Regions from separate parts of the Gossypium hirsutum genome. Here region 1 is linked to region 2. A link is a contact called in public Hi-C data. All regions are on one chromosome and are shown on one strand. Each heading gives the region's core, a stretch centred on a gene start, on an enhancer-like site or on the middle of the called end of the contact. The rest is flanking DNA. Distances are from core to core; before and after follow the strand shown.

What was found. Hi-C and Micro-C count contacts between places; a contact is called where the count stands out from the background.
Region 1: a contact with region 2 is called in a Hi-C map of leaf, with 2.6 times the contacts expected there. The contact joins the promoter of LOC121202973 here to the promoter of LOC107899261 in region 2. A contact is called at or near these places in 2 of 34 Hi-C or Micro-C datasets (both in leaf).

The regions. Positions count from the first base shown.
Region 1 is chrD04:43,679,869-43,683,162 of Gossypium_hirsutum_v2.1, forward strand. It overlaps LOC121202973 (UDP-glucuronic acid decarboxylase 1), which reads left to right and starts at 1,503. Exons shown (of 6, transcript XM_041091206.1): 1 at 1,503-2,415; 2 at 2,531-2,678; 3 at 2,772-2,851. The coding sequence starts at 1,756.
Region 2 is chrD04:43,511,308-43,514,984 of Gossypium_hirsutum_v2.1, forward strand. LOC107899261 reads right to left here and starts at 1,398. Exons shown (of 4, transcript XM_016824931.2): 1 at 998-1,398; 2 at 787-907; 3 at 342-676; 4 at 1-135. The coding sequence starts at 1,038. The coding sequence ends at 117. It overlaps LOC107899262 (E3 ubiquitin-protein ligase SGR9, amyloplastic), which reads right to left. Exons shown (of 1, transcript XM_016824932.2): 1 at 3,210-3,677. The coding sequence ends at 3,427.

The DNA of each region.
Region 1 (3,294 bases), core at 253-2,752, 170 kb after region 2:
ATTTTTTTTAGGGGCGGAAATAAATTGTACATTTTTACGATAGTAAAAATGTAATTTAGTCATTTTAATAGTCTATATTTTTTATGATTTTTAAAGGATTAAATCAAATTTTTATTATTTTTAGGAGGCTAAAGTACAATTTTACCATTATTAATTTAAAATTTTATAAATTATAAATGACTTAAATGAAAAATTTTCTATTTTAGAAGGGTTGAAGCCGTATCCGCCACTGGTGACACAAAGATTTGTCATTTTATACCATCAAATTATATAAACTATCAATCATAAGTTAGTGACAGTTAGCGATAGAATTAACATTTTAAACTTAATCATTCACTATCACAAGTTTATTAACCAACTTGTGACAAATATTTAATGAAAATTATATTCCATCCCAATTATGGTCATAGAGTTTCGGAATTATTTTTGAAAAAGTTACCGTTTGTTAACTATACAGACATGACATACATATGGATTGTCATATGATAACATGTCAGCATTTAATTGATTTTTTAAATTTTAAAAAATATGTTTTTACTCATTTTTAAATAATTTTAATGATTTTAAAATTTTAAAAATAAATAAATGTTAATGTGTCATTCATGTGCCAATCCACATGTATGTCAAGTCTACAAAGTTGAAAAATGTTAATTTTTCCATCTATTTTGGGATGATTTGATAAAAAAAAAAGTTTAAGAGCTAAGAGTTAAGAAAAATTAAATGGAAGACTAAAATGAATTTTTTTGTTAAATTGGAAGGTCAAATAAGTCATTATGCCAAATTAAAAATATAAATAATGTTAGTATTAGGTGAGAGATGTGTGATGGATTTGATTAATTAAATTTTTTTATAAAAATTATAAATTAATATAAATTATTGTGACAAATTGAAATTATCAATAGTGATCAATATTTATGTTATAAATATTGGATTATAAATCAATTTTTTAATAATCAATCTAAAAAATATAAGCATAATGTTAAATTTAGTTTATTAGTGTTGGGTGGTGGAAGGAATGGTGCGGTGGTTGGAAGCTACGAATTAAGGAAGAAAAAAAAAGGAAGAATGATGGACGTAGGGGATGGCATGAAGGGGAAGAAGATGATGAACGGTAATGGAGGTAAAAAAAAAATAAAGTAAAAAGTGATGATGTGGTGTGCATAATCAACCGTTTGATGAGAATTCTCTAATAACAATGACCAAATTGTAAAAAACTTTTTATGTGACCAAATTAAAAACATGTTAATATAATTTTTTTTCAAAATTTTAATCAATAGTTTTCAACTTACACCAAGAAAATAACATTTAATTGGAGCCATGAAATGGGGCGGGGATTACTTCACTTAGGCATCGGGTTTGCAGCCCAATGGTGCAATACGCATTTGGGGTAGGCCTGGGTGATGGCCTGATGGATTCGGTGAGTGTGCGTACGTCCACAAATAAAATGAGTAAAATTTGGATCATATGACTACGTTTCCTTTTAAGCAAAACGACCCATCCCACCCCCCTCCCCCCCACCCCCACCCCCTCTCTCTCTCTATCTACATTCCTTCTCCAGCTCTCTCGTCCATCTCCAGTTACGTTTGGTGCTAAAAACCAGTGAATCATTGAAACGTGTTCCAGCCTTCCACCTTCTACATTCGTTTTCAACTCTCCATTAAATGAAAAAATCCAAAAGGAAAAACAAATTATTCTAAAGGCTCCTTCATTTCTCCCCCTCTAGAAAGAACAAGAAAACCAAGAAATAAAAAAGCCATGAAACAGTTGCACAAGCAATCTAGCATGAACCATAGGCCGGATGAGGAGACCCCATCAACACAAACGCCTCCTTATTCACCCAAATCCTTAAAACACCCCAAATCTATCCCTAGATCCATTAACTATCTCTTCAAAGAACAACGCCTTCTTTTTATCCTCATCGGCATTTTGATTGGTTCCACCTTTTTCATCCTACAACCCAGTTTGTCTCGTTTGGGTCCCACCGATGCCCATTCCCCCATACGCAGATCTTTCTCCAAGGACAACACCGTCTCCTCCGGCGTCTCCGTTGTTTCCGATAACCAAGACTCCTTGGCTTCCTTTTCATCCGGTACGAACAGGCCCGTTTATGGAAAGGTGGGGCGGGTACCTGTTGGGATCGGACGGCGGAGAATGAGGGTCGTGGTCACGGGAGGGGCTGGGTTCGTTGGGAGTCATCTTGTTGATAAGCTAATTGCTAGAGGCGATGAGGTGATTGTTCTTGATAATTTCTTCACGGGGAGGAAAGACAATTTGGTTCATCTTTTCGGGAATCTCATGTTCGAACTCATTCGACACGACGTGGTTGAGCCAATTCTCTTAGAAGTGGATCAGATCTATCATTTAGCTTGCCCTGCGTCTCCCGTTCATTATAAATACAATCCTGTCAAGACTATCATATCCTTTGCCATTGTTTATGCCAATTTCGGTTTACCATATTTATTTTTCTGGATTTTAATGTTGTTTCTGTCATGTTTATGTCAATTTGAGATCCTTTGACTTAGTGAATTACAAGACAAATGTGATGGGTACGCTTAATATGTTGGGGCTTGCAAAGAGAGTTGGGGCTAGGTTTTTGCTGACAAGCACGAGTGAGGTTTATGGCGATCCGCTTCAGCATCCACAGAAAGAGACCTATTGGGGAAATGTCAATCCAATTGGTAAAGTAGCTAGTGCTACAACAATTATTTGTTTTGGTTGCTTGTTTTCCTATTCATGTCGTCTATTGTTATCGTTTGGCTTAATCTGGTTAGGCGAGAGGAGTTGCTATGATGAAGGGAAAAGGACAGCTGAAACCTTAGCTATGGATTATCATCGAGGTGCCGGTGTCGAGGTATGGTTTTCTTGATTTGCTTGTAGGTTGAATTCTGTTGGCACGTTTGATTTATGTACAATACATATAACAGGGTATCGAGCACCTCTCTAGAAATGATCATCTTCTAATATTTATAGCTATCATGTTCTAATATCTTTTACCACATCCTGGAATCTTTGTAAGTACTGTTTAGCATACATTTATTCTCAAGCATTATGTAGAGATTACTTGGGAGTAAGTATTATAACCTTTGATGCTTAATGTGGGTGAGAATTATGATAGGTTAGTCGGTTTATAGATCCAAGTAGTGGCTTATTTGTGCTTCTGCTTCCGTAACCAGTCAACAATAGAAGAGGTTGGAGCTGATTTTACACTTTTATTTTAGTAATATGCTAAAAGAAACTATTACTAAACCGAGGTTGAGAACTGCTGTGTAAATGTGCTTTTAAAAAGTTTGAAGA
Region 2 (3,677 bases), core at 148-2,647:
AGATGGCCCCAACCCTAATCATTTGTCTTCTTTCCATTGTGCTCTGAATTCTTTCCCTGGCATGCCTTAGATTATCAAGAACTTCACCTATACTTTTGCTCACTTCTATGTTTATCTCAAGTGCTACCTTGGTTTCTGGGAGATTCAAAGGAACTAATGCCAATGAGTTATCAACATACTCATCATCCTCACTAGTCTCATTTCTTCCATTCATCATGTTAATCTCCATTGTTGAAGCTTTCAAGCTTGAACAACTGATCAAATGAATGGTATTAAATGATCTTGATTATAGTGTATTACACTAGGGATAGGAGTAGAAATGAGGGAATCAAAGTGAGTACCTTGTATCAGATTTAGTACTAGTCCCTGGAGGAGTTGAATTTTCTTCATTGGAACAAATTTCAAAGCTTTTTATGGATGGATTGGCGTCTGATGCACTTCCCTCCACATTTTTTAAGATTTCTGGGACTGCATCTTGAGGGTGTTGAGTACCTGAACTGCTTGCAGATGAAACACTAGAGACTGTAGAGCTCTCAGATGAACTTGACTTCTCTGATTCATCTAAATTGGGCAATATTTTTAGGGATTCAAGCTTCTTCTTCAACAACTTGAACCTCTTCTCTGCTTTGTTCCGTAACTTGGTCTCTTCTTTCAGCTTGTTCTCAAGTTCTAGCAGCTGCAGATTCAACAACAACAAAACAAACGTCATACAAAAAATTCAGATCTTTGCTCTTCAAAACATAATCAAAATGTTCAAAACCCAAATTGAAAGATCAAAAAACTGACCTTACTTTCCATAAGTTGAGCATCTTGTTTTGCAATCTTTGATGCTTGTCTCTCAGCAAGGAGCCTCCCTCTCAAGCATTCTACAGTTCTCATCCCATCATCTCCTCCCACTCTCTTTTCACTAAAACACAAGGAAACCCACCTTAGATTCTGAAGCAGGCGACAATCACAACTTGAAAAAGAAAAAGAAAAAGAAAAATGAAGAACCCACCTGCATTTGATGTCTTCTTTGTTGCAAGCAACCATTTGCATTGTACACTGATCTTAACTTGCAATGACTTCGATTCTTGAATGTCACCAACAACAGATCAGAGTTGACTAAGAAGATTGTACAAAAAAATGGCAACAAAAGTAAGCTTTAGCCTGCAGTAAGCAATGGTGTTCTTCTTCTTGTTTTTCACCTTTTTTTTTTTGTTTCAAAATTTGAAATTTGTTTATGTTTCCCACTTGGAAAGAAGAATCTTTACCGATGGCTCCATCCAAAAAAAAAAAAAACCTCAGTCAGCTAGCAGTGTTGGAAATCCAAGATCAAGGCTTGCTTGGACTCTTTCCCGTCGTCCCCTCAATTGGCTTTATATATTTCATCCACTGAACTATAGAATGTGTCCATTTACGGTAAAAATATCAGATACTTCAAAAATATATATAAGTAATTTAATCTTTGTAAATTTTAGACAGAATATGGAATTTCAACCCCAACTTTATTTATATTTCTTTATTTTTATCTCATTAGTCTTGTTTTAATTCCATTTTGTATTTTACGTTAGCATAAGGAGGTTTTTTTACGTCCAACCTTCCTCTCTTTTTCCATTTTTATTTAAGGATTGAATTGCACTTGATCAATTAAATTAATTTTTTTTTGAAATTTCATTTATTTTTATGGTTAAAAATAAGTTTTTATATATCAGCATAAGATATACGAGACATGCAACATATTACTGTTTGGTTTTTTTGTTTGACATAACAGGTTTAAATAGTAAAAATAGATCAATTTATTTTTTAATTCAATGAATAAAGATTAATTTACCTTTTTTTAGTAGAGTTACAAATTTACGGCACATTTAGTATCTTGGATTCATTATTCCGATTTTGGTTTAATTTTAGATATGATTGGAAACAGCAATCAAAATTGTCTCAAAGATGTATATTCAAACGTAGAAATTAGATGTTATAAAATAAATACCCTAGGAAACAACAGATAATATGACATGCGTAGCATTTATTATTACAAGCATTCAAATTTTGAAATAACATCACGGGCTTTCTACCTGCTTCTGTCACGTGATCCCCCTCATATATCTTTTTCTTTCCTTCTCTCTCTCTCTTTTAATTATCCCAATTCTTATATAATTAATAAAGGCATGGGCATGGGCAATAAAGTGAAAATGGAGTATAATCATATGGCATAATTATAATTACATGATTCCAGAGAATGGGAAATTGGCTTTCACTTCACTCAAACAAACCCAGTTTTACTTATTTTACACTGTTTCTTTATATATATATATATGTTATCTGTACCAACATATCTTTCCCTGTGATGGATATGAATACCCAAATCCTACAGCTTTAAGTACACTCATCATCATCTCCTGGACCTCGGACATTGAAGGAAAGGAGGCCCAACTGAAGCAGGGTTAGTAAACCCGAGTTTGGTCCATTTGACCCTCATATTCTTACCCAATGAGCCCATCAATTAATGCCTGAGTGGACTAGTTTTTTTATATCTTCAAGCTATCTTACCCCAAGATGAGATTCAAAATAAGGTGAAAAGTACAAGGATTTAAATTGCATTTTGTCGTTGTAAATTAGTCATTTTATATTAGATTAAAGACTAAACTGGCCCTTTATTAAAAATTTTTGTCCATTTGTACCATAAAAAGTTAGCGTGGTTGAGAGAATAATTAGATAGTGACACATGGCATGCCACATGTACCTTATCCCGACCAATTTTTAAAAGTAGAAATAGACAAAACTTTTAACCAAAGGAAAAGTTTGCTCTTTGATCTAGCAGACAATGATTAGTTTATCATTTTTTGAGTAAAAGGAACAAAATGTAATCCGACTTTTAATATAGGGACCTTTATAATATTTTTACATTCAAAATAATAAGAATGGTGAAATATTAAAATGAAAGTAAAATATGAGAATAATAAAAAAAAAAACATCAAATTAAACGAGTATGTAAATCCATTGTATATATGCAGTGTTATTAAAATTGAAAATTCTTTATTTAAGTTTTTTGTAATTTATAAAATTTTAAATTGGTAATTTGATCTTCAAAAATAATAAAAATTTGATTTAATATTTTAAAATTATAAAAATGTAATTTATTAAAATGGTGAAATTATATTTTTATAAGGTTAAAAGTATATAATTTAATTGGTTAAAGCAGGTTTAGAATGCTCCTTCTAACCGTACAATCAAGGAACAACAAAATTTGTTAATTATATCAAGTGAATTTATATGGATAGATACAGAATTAAATCAGTAAGAGGGTATGATAGTATAAACCCAACCACATGCGTCCTTGTCATTAAACAAGTGATCTTCATCACCCAATTCATCTCAGCCTTTCACTCTGAAACACCTCCCCATTCCCCATTACTCCAAATATCCCGTGTTACCACTCATATACAATCATGTCCATTCATCATCAACACTTTTGCCACTCGCCTTGACCAGGATTCCCCACAGCCGTTGGATCTCTCCGAATATATCATCACTGGGAAGCTGAAACCTGCAGCACGGGCAAGTGTTCCTCTTCTTCACCCATGGCAATATGCACATCCAATGGAACAAATGCTGGCAGGGGAACTTACACACGTCTCTCCCTTCTCTCATCTCCTCTTTGCATATCACGCACTCAATGCCACCCCCTCTCACCTCCA